Regions from separate parts of the Bombyx mori genome. Here region 2 is linked to region 1. Evidence: chromatin contacts called from public Hi-C data. All regions are on one chromosome and are shown on one strand. The core of a region is the stretch at or near the end of the contact, and the rest is flanking DNA. Distances in the headings are between cores, read along the strand shown.

The links. A called contact is a pair of places that touch in the nucleus more often than the background predicts.
Region 2: a contact with region 1 is called in a Hi-C map of whole pupa, with 2.6 times the contacts expected there. The contact joins two enhancer-like sites. A contact is called at or near these places in 2 of 7 Hi-C or Micro-C datasets (posterior silk gland and whole pupa).

What each region holds. Positions count from the first base shown.
Region 1 is chr22:12,785,082-12,789,996 of ASM3026992v2, forward strand. LOC101741298 (treacle protein) reads right to left here. Exons shown (of 27, transcript XM_062675015.1): 26 at 196-3,604. Among protein-coding and RNA genes, the nearest start is that of LOC101739960, 17 kb to the left of the region's middle. Within about 2 kb of position 3,115, at least 3 of the 8 cell types and tissues checked have open chromatin away from gene starts, as enhancers often do.
Region 2 is chr22:13,490,132-13,495,342 of ASM3026992v2, forward strand. It overlaps LOC101744844 (proteasome adapter and scaffold protein ECM29), which reads left to right. Exons shown (of 38, transcript XM_062675022.1): 32 at 1,778-1,929; 33 at 2,466-2,658; 34 at 3,317-3,455; 35 at 5,054-5,211. Among protein-coding and RNA genes, the nearest start is that of LOC101743503, 24 kb to the right of the region's middle. Within about 2 kb of position 1,905, at least 2 of the 8 cell types and tissues checked have open chromatin away from gene starts, as enhancers often do.

The DNA.
Region 1 (4,915 bases), core at 1,865-4,364:
TTATTAAAGCTATCTACATACTGATTGTAACGTTTGACCGCTGTACATGAACGTCGGACAATGTACACTTTGAGGACGAAGCATTAGTGCGGTAAAATTTAATAGAAAGCGTGAAGCGTGCACATGGTAAACTGTATTATTATCGGAAGTTATAGAGAATTATTTACGTGACATTTAAAACAAAAACATACACACCTTGGTAGTGTTTCCTTTTCGTCGGGTTTTCTGGTCACACTGATCGAAATCTTTTTCCTCTGTCTTATTTTATCCAGTATGTTTTCGGGGCTCGGTTCTTTTTCGCTCTCTTTCAACATGATCGCGGGATTACGCGTCCTCATGGGCCGATATGTAGCATAGTTGCCGGGCGAGTACATGGACAGGGTTCTGTTGTATTTATGCGGATCTCTGATCGAGTGCGCGAGCGCGGCATCGTCTGGTCCCTCCGAGTTCTCCAATAACGATTTCGTCCTGGAATATCTAGAAGCTCCAAACGACAGCGGCTGTTCGTAGTCTAAGTAACTTCGACTGCTCGGATATTTCCGAAAGTCGTTACGGTCGAGAGATCTGTACGTATCAATTTTATTATCATTAAGTCCGCTACTATCAAATCGGCTACTCCTAGGACTGACGGGCATTTCGCTGAGAAGCGATCTGTACCGGTCCGTGGAGGGAGATAGATCTGATGATATGGAGAGTCCCGGGGATATATCGTAGCCGGCCGGGGAGGAGGGCGACGCGTCGTACTTGTTGTCGGATGGGGCGGCGTGTATCCGAGCGATCGGATCGTACTCGGCGGCTCCGGGCCCGACCAAACTACTTTTTCGTCGTTGCTTCTTTTCATTGAATCTCGAATAAAAACTCTTTCGTCGTATTCTATCGACGATGTCCTCGGTTTCTGGCGTTACAGATTCCGTACTACGCAGCGGATGGACAGAAGATGTGTTATTGTCGGAGGGCGATGCTGGATTTTTGGATATCGATTTAATATCGCCGCTATTGTCAGATTTAATATCAGAGTTTGAAACCGTTGACCTGCTTCTCGATCGACTGCGGCTCAGTGTGTTGGCGTTGTCAACGTTTGTGCTAATCTCTTTGTTGAGAAGGTTGTATTTCATATGTGCATCCTTTTTCTCAGTTTCGTTGTCGTTCGAGGAAAAATTGATTATTTGCGGTTCTATCACAGGATTGGTAGGAACTATTTTTTTAACTCTTGGCAATCTGGAGAAATCTAATTTTAAACTGTTTCTGTGTTTGGGGTCGTATTCTTTTTTAAGTACAGTTTGATCGTCGTCTTCGGTTGGCAGCGCAGTAACACTGTCGCTGGACGTTCGAACACATTTATTCTTGCGACCCAGACCGTTCAGAAGTAAGGAAGTCGGCCGGCGCGGTTTGTCGATAGCTTCAGAGACTGTTGAACTCAATGAGTCGTTATTGTGACCGTTTTCATCAATTTCGAACAACTTTTTGTTTTGCGATGATTCCAAAAGTTTTGTTTTATCTTTGGATTCGAACTTTTTAAACAGACCCAAAACCTTGGAGACTGTCGTTTTGTTATTTGTATTTGGACTGTCTAAAGCCGCTACATCGGTCAAAGTAACTGCTCTTTTAATGAGGTTGGATTCATTGGGAGGCTCGGCACTCACGGGCACAGACTGCTCTCGTTGCAATCTACTTAATTTTGTACGATTTAATTTATCACTGGCTGTAGTGGTGTCCGCCGTTTTCTCGGGAGAACTAGATTTGTTTGTGGTCAGTTTCTCTAGTTTATGACCTATTGATTGCAGAACAGATTTTTTCTTAGGAATAGTGGTTTTCACGGAATCCTCATCAGATTTTTCTTTTACTTTTTTGGTAACTTTTTTCTTTTCGGTAGTCGTTTTAGCTTCACCCGTGTCTTGGCTGTTTGCAATATCAGTCTTTGTTTTCGAAGAAACTTTCCGTATTATCTTTTTCTTCGTGGTAGTTTTCTTTTCACCGGAATCACTTTCAATCGATTTATTAGAGTCCCCCTTTTGGACATTGTTCGATGATTTATTTTTGATTATATCTTCTAATTTAACAGCAACTTCATTTGAACTGGCGTTGGGTACAATAGTGCCATTTTTCACTTTTTTATCATTGCTTTCAGGATTAATAACGTTATCTTCCTTGACTACCTGATACTTCTTTATAATCAGGCTACTTGCCGCGTCTGTTGTGGCCCCTTTACCATCAGCGTTAACGTTCATTTGTAAAGGTTTGTTACTGACCGATTCTGTCTTTGTCGAAGGATCAGTTTTTACCTTTTTAGGCAAAGTTATACTAAAACTGACTTCCACATCAGATTTCAAATCAGCAGGTGCTTCGTCCTTCACAGTTTTCGTTTCGTCTTTTTTTAAATTACGACTAATGTACACTTTCTCGGGAGACGGGCTGCCGGCGGGGTAGCTCTTTGGTCTGATAAGTTTAGATTCTTTAGAAGCGGTTCGATCTACACTTTCATTCTGTTTGTTAGCTATGTTCTCCGATACCTTATGTTCATCTGGCTCATCAATCGAGTCTAATGTTTTGATGGGATAGCTCTTGGGTCTAGTCAGTCTCGATTCTTTACTAATTGAAGTTTCATCAAAACGAGGTTTTTGCTTAAGGTCACCCGGAATTTGCGTTCTCGATGTTAACGATGCGTCGGCGGCGGTTTCCTTAATGTTGTCCAGGATGGGGAAGAATGGAGTTGCGGACCTACTGCGGTCTTTGTTTGACAGCACGCTAATAGGTGAAAGACTTTTTCGGGACCCGAGGGAATCTTCTCGCGACAAAAGAGAGGCCTCTGGTAAATCGTACCCTTCTTTCGGGGACGTCACCTCTTGCGATCTCCTCTTTTCTCGAATTTCTCGAAGTATTTTTTGGGTCTCCATTTCTTTCTCTTTTTTATGTTTAACGTAAACGCTCTCGTCCGCCGGCGAATCGAAAAAATCAGAACGTAAGAATCTAGAGTATCGCTTCCGGGGCTGGTCTCCAGTGAGGCGGAGTGAGTGTCGGCGCGGAGCCGGCCCGTACGCCGCCACGTAGCTCGGATCCGACAGAATGCTGCAGCCGTCCGACGCGTAAGGTTCGTCCAATGACAGGTACTTGCTGAGGAGCGGGCGGTCGCGGCGGCCCGAGTCCGGCTCCGGGTCGGCGACGGGAGGGCTGGTCGGAGTGGGCTCGCGCGACACGGAGCGCCGTCGCGGCCGCGGTAACGTCGAGGACTGGGGCCGCGCGACGTCCGCCGGCTTCTCCCCTAGTTCGGGTTCGGGTTCTGGTTCTGGTGGAGGTCGCGTCTCGGAATCGTGTTCGGCGGCGGAGTGGCTGCGCGCGTACGTGGGCGGCGCGGCGGGCGCGGCGGGTGCGGACAGAGAGAGCGTGCGGCGGAGGGAGCGCGCGGCGGCGGGCGGCAGGTGGGCGAGCAGTTGCCGCTGCAGACGGCGGGACAGCGCCGGCGTGAGACCGGACAGCGCGCGCATCTCCTTTTCCGAAAACTCAATCGAGCTCAAGTCGAGGTCCGAAAGGTCTAAGCCGCTCTCTTCGGTCGTTTCTTCGTTTTGGGGAGCCTTCGTTCGGTGTTTGTTGGACTTCTTAGTGCTACCTGAAATTTAAATCGAAAAACACACGTTTCGATCATGCAGAACGCTCGCCGGGATGATGTATTTACAGGGGTGATACTTTTACATTTTAAATTTTATGAGCGTGAATTCAATTTCAACTAAATTTACTGATCAGAAACGTGTCATAAAGACACACTAGGATGTCGATGTGAACGTTGCGGTGAACGGTTAAAAGTTAATAGTTAACTACGAGGGCCGAATGCTAGGTAGTCGAATTAGATTAAAACGGAAGCTTTAAATAGGCAAAACCAAATCACAAAAGAATGCATTAAAATGTTGCTTTTTGAAAGAACGGTGAATTACCAGAATGCATACTAAACGATGACTTCAGCGATATTTCACATAATAGAGGCATCTCTATTCTGGCAAACGGACGCGGCGCACGGTGCTCAACACAAAACACATAAATGAAGAGAAATAAACATAGTTTAGTACCTATTCCTGTGTGGCGTTTGTGGTAGATTTGTGGTTGGCGCTGGTGCCGCTGTGAAGTGAAGATTTGGTCGGAGCATGCAGTGTAACGCGCAACCCAACTGCAACCACACCAACACAACCTCACTACCGCTTCTCTGGCTCCTCCCCGCAGCCCCGCTACCCCCCGCTCCCTGGCCCGACCCCTCCCCGTCACCCGGCAGTACTACCCCTCCCCTCCCGTCCCGCAGACCGCGGTCTGGCTGCAGGTAAGTTGTTCGCCCGAGCGCTCACCGAGCTAATAGCGTATGACTCGTGACATGATCTCTACCGATACTGATACGTGTCCATACGTGTTCCCAGCACACGTCGAACGCTACCACATCCACTATCTACGAATTTATGCTTTATATATAATAATATATACTTTCTAAACAAATTAATTAACTGTCAATCGGTCAACGAACTGGCGAGATTATAGTTATTACTATATTTTTTTGGAAAAAAAAAACAAGTGTTACTTTTTTGCTTACTGTACAGAAATGATTTCGTCATTGGAGATGCGATATGTGAAATTTGTATTGTATAGTTTACTAATCATGCAATTTCAAATAGCTACGGAAAACTGTAATTTATAATAACATAACTCAGAGCAACGCAACATTTTCCTGCTAGTGTTAGCGGGTAGGAGAAAGTCAACACCTGCACAAAGAATGCAACTTGAATACGAAATTAACACTACAATGCAAGAGAAAAAAAACAATGTTACTTGATTAATTAAATTAAAAAAAAAGACAAATGTTAATGTACTGAACACACGATGTATATAACAGACTGTTTCGAGTCATTAGTCATTATCAAACATTGTTTGTTAAACGTTG
Region 2 (5,211 bases), core at 655-3,154, 700 kb after region 1:
CACGAACGAGGTCCATGTCAATATCGGCGGCTGCCTTAATCAAGGATGTCTTGAGTGATCTCCAAATTGGGATGAGGCTTTGAGCACGCCTTTTCCTCCAAGTGTTGCCATATCTTGTAATGTAACGGATTCAAATCTGGACTGGAGGAGGGCCAGTCTTCGTGCCAGATGAAGTCGATTTCACGCGCCGCCAGCCAGTCATGTGTGCTCTTCGCTCTATGAGCTGGCGCCGAATCTTGTTGGAATACCCAGTGCCTGTTATTGAACATGGTATGAGAAACAGGTTCCACAAGGTTCGTCAGGACTGTATTTTGATACACAACTGCATTCGTTTTTACACCTTTCTCACAAAAATGTACCTCTGTTGAGCCCCAATAAGAAACTCCCAACCATACCATGAGCGAGGATGGAAAATGACCTCGTTGGACACGCGGAATACGGTTGCTCGCGTCTTCACTACTGTGTGCGTACACCTTATCATTTTGTTTGTTGTAGCTCTCTTCTACGGTAAAAATTTTTTCATCCGAAAAAAGAATTTCCCGATATTTTTTTCCCGCGTACCGCTTCAACAAAGCGCGGCATCTCTTCAGTCTCAGGTCCATTAGACGAGCATTCAAACGATGTCCTGTTTTTCTTCGATATGCCCGAAGCCCTAAGTCTTTATTTAACACCCTTTTCACCGTAGTTCTGCTTAACCCCATCTGAAGGGCCAACAGTTTCTGCTTACGTTTGGGATTTATTTGAATTCGCGCCTTCACAGCTTTTATCACTGCTGGAGTCCTAACAGACCGAGGGCGACCACTTCTTGACCTGTCATCTACACTAGAGTTTTCATTGTATCGTTTGATGGTACGATAAACGAATCTTTTGGTTATATTCAAATTTTTCAGTATGTTAAACATTTGAATTGGCGCGTAACCGCAACGATGCAACGCAATAACTGCAACACGGTCTTTTTTAAGCGTCCACTCCATATTTAAAAATGAGTAAAATTCTAAAAGTATACATTTTTATTTTCATGAACAATTCGAAATTCGAATTCAATAAACTTTTTTGTGGCCAGCATTCTAAAATAAAAGTTTTTACTGTGTGACAATACTTATGACCTGACTAGGTACAAAGATAACTAACTACTGTACGCGCAAGGTCATGTCCATCGGGGTCAGAGGCGACGCGCTCGCCCCATCTTCGCCCGCCTCCCCGCAGCTGTCTGACGTCGAGTGTTGTCCTTGACGGTTGTGACGCACGCTTATCGATATCGAAAATTTACGCTAACGCTATTGTGTTATTTAACCATGACTACTCCGCTTCCAACAAGTTCAGATAGAAAAAAACCTACTGAAAAAAATATACATACTGATTCCGACTCTGATCTGTCGGTGGTCTTTTCATTTGAAAGTGATTGAATTGGAATTAAAAAAAAAAACTACTAGAAATAAACAAGTAATTAGTTATGACATTTATTTTATTTCTTAAATTGCAAAATTATCTTAAGTTACATTAAACCAAATTGACAGCTGTTGACTAAATCGGTGGTTATTATCGACATTACCTTAATTAACTAGGTCACAGCACTACCGCACTCCTCAGGATGGACATGAACTCGCGCGCCTACTGTATACTACATTTTATCAGAAAATTTGACGATGGGTTATGTCGCTTGGTTTGTCGCGTTTTTAATATAATCACCTATAACCAAATACATTTTTTAAAACAATAGTTAGTTTAAGTTGTTTGTATTCAAGCCCGAGTAACAGGAGCGTCGTTGTCTCGGCAGGCGGCGAACGCCATAAAGACAATATGCAAGGTGCTGTCGGCGGGGCTGGGCGAGCAGAGGGAGCAGTTCGTGCGCTCGCTGCTGGCCGCCATACACGGCAAGACCTACAGCGGCAAGCACAACGTGGTGCAGGCGCTCGCCGCACTGTGCGCGTGAGTAGCTCCCGTGATGCTCCTCTTAGTTCATGCAGACCATACTATACCAGACATATCAGTGGTATTCATTCAGGCCAGATATACTAGTGGTGTTCATTCAGACCAGACATATCAGTAGTATTCATTCAGACCAGATATATTTCTATATATCTATCTCTATATAGATACGAATGAACACCACTGGCATATCTATTATTAACGGTATATTAACGGACCCTACAGACGTTGTCCTGCATACACAAAACGAATGAATGAATGAATGAATGAATGAATGAATGAATCCATACACAAAAATTCATTCGAGTCGATCCAGCCGTTTAGTTGCAGCATAGATAAATAACCTAGATACCGACTGTAGCGCCATCTGCCGGGCTGATTTGTGAATGAATCTAAACCATACAAGGTGCCACCAAAACGCATACAAAAAATTCATTCATATCGGTCCAGCCGTTTAGGAAGAGTTCAGTGGAATCCACACGTACAGTAGAATTATATATATATAAAATATATATAAGAATTGGTTAATTTCCCAGGATAAAAGACAAGGAATCTCCATTATCTCCGGCGCTGGCCAACGAGTGCGTGAACGCGCTGCTGGCGGAGTGCCGCAAGCAGGACATGGTGTACAAGAAGCACGCCATCACGGCGCTGGGCGAAGCGCTCTCCGTCGTGCACTGCGATCGGTTCAGTCAAGTCTATGAGATTGTTAAAGTTATACTCTCCAAGGTGAGCTGACATGACGTTACAATACCGACCCATAGACACAGCCCACTGTGTTTCTCGCCGGATCTTCTCAGTGGGTCGCGTTTCCGATCCGGTGGTAGATTCTGCGAAGCACTACCCTTGCGAGAGCTAGTGTTAGCAACGTCCTTTGGTTAAAGCCCCGTGAGCTGACCTACTCGTCCGGTGAATTTAGCATGACCCTTCGATGTGACTAGAATACGTAGGATAAAAAAAAAGACATGTCCTTTTTCAAACGAAGCTTGTGGAGAGTACTTAACGGTAGGCAGCAGGTTGGTTCTGTTCCTGGCATTGCTAATGTCCATGGGCGATGGTAACCGATCACTATCAGGTGGGCCGTTATTAAATGCCAATGTCACAGACATGAGAACGTCAAGGGATGTGTTCAGTACAGCCTAAGAAATATTGATCTTTGCTTAGATTGAAATGGTGGTGGTCAGTTATGTAGTATAATACTCGTGCCAATATGAAATTTATAATTTTCGGTGATCCCTTAATATCAAGTCGCGAATGACGTCTACTGAATAGAAAAATGTCAAGAGAGTTCCATATAAAAGAATCCAATACAATATTAATTTAACGACAAAATAGGAATCCCTAAATTCATCCGAATAGGGTTGTAAGTATTTTATCGTATTCGTAGGACGAATCGTCGGTGGGTAAAGATTCGGACGACGACGACATAGAGGGCGTGAGGCAGCGACGCGAACAGTTGTCCGAGCTCAAGGAGGCGGCCTACGAGCTGCTCGGCAAGGCCTGGCCAAAGGACTACGAGACACAGGGTGCGTATTTATATTCTGTATAAAACTATTTACTTAATTAATAATAATGGGGTATCGTCTCTGCGATTCTGGAAATCAAATTGATTTTCGATCGTGGTCTCTAGTTGTAAACGTTGAAAACATCAATAAGCTGAATGTTATTGTTACGCGATAACAGACTACTTATAGGAGGCGGTTTTAATTAAAGCAAAACGATTATGTTATCACTACTTTTATAAAACATCTGACTGTGCTTTATTTTTTCCCTACTTATTCGCTGGTAGCCTAAGAGCTTATTCCAGCTACGCCCGGTGAGCTACGGCTACGTAGGTGAGCTCACGACCGCAACCTGAAAGAATTTGCTAACACTAGCCCTAGAAAAAGCAGTGCTTCGCAGAATCTAGCACCGGATCGAAATCGTAACCCACTGAGAAGATCTGACGAGAAACTCAGTGGGCTATGGGCTATTTTGCTCGTCAAACTTCTTGACCGGCGCTTGAGGGACCTAAATCCGGGGGATCCGACAAGACATGTTTCGGGCGCTGGCAGCTTTGCGATGCCGCGTCGCGGTCGGTTATGTTATTCGCAGCAACAATAAGAGGGGTTTCGTGTCGCGCCGCTTTGTCGAAGTAGCGTTCTGACGCTTCCTTAAGATACGTATCGGTACTAGATTTATATAGACGTGAAGTTTTACATTCCCCACATACCACAGTGTTAACTGTGCGTTGAGGCGTTGTAAACAGGGGTATGTCTCTCGATCGGCAAAATATCGGAAGCCCATCTAGATGGCGCTGCTAACATTTATCACTTACAACTGATTTATGTTAAAAATCATCATCAAATAAAGTTTAATAATTTTCACAATTATTGACTGTCTAAACTAAATCTCAACGCACGCTGCCCTATGTAATCATTGTATATGAATGTGTAATCTACGTTTGCCTCCTAGTGACGTCATATGTAATGATCTTGAGCTCAGCGAAAGCTTATTAAGTTGAGGAAATTTTGAAAATATCTGTCGGGTTCCTCGTCGTATACACTAGAACAAATTAGAGGTTATTAAGTATCGAATAGCGTTGCATATCGCATACATTTATGTATTCTCACGTAAAGAACAGATAATAATTGCACTTTTTTTTCTAACTATCAGATGTAATCATTGTAATTACTTCAACAGAGAAACGAGAACATTACGATATAATCGCGTGTTAATTTTAACATGATTTCGAAGTATACAAAAAAAAGGATTGTGTGGTTTTATGAAACCATGGTAAAAGTGAAACTTTTTTTCACATTATAGACATTTAACTCTGAGAAACAACATTTACATTAAACACTGACAAAAAGCGTGGAGCACAAATGAGTAATAGTCTATACACTACACGGTTAGCTGCTGCGAACTATAGGCGTCGCCATATTGGCTTTGGATGCTCTGACGAGCGCCTTTCACTGTATCCCCACTCGGCGGCCGACCGTCACGCGACATGCAACACACAGACGAAAAAGTTTGAGATGATGTAATAAAAGCTTCATTTTAAAAGTATATTAAACCGTTAATCTGTTGTAACATCATAATTGAAACGACATGATAATTATGGAAATTAATTGTACATTCACAGAGAAATATCAAAACGAATTCTTCGAGCATTGTTCGTCAACGTTCCCCGCGTGCTCGCGCACCACCCAGCTGTCCATACTGATGTCCATCAACTACGTGGTGGAGCGGCTCGTCGTGCTGAACGGCAACGAGCCCATGGACACCGACGCCGATGACGTC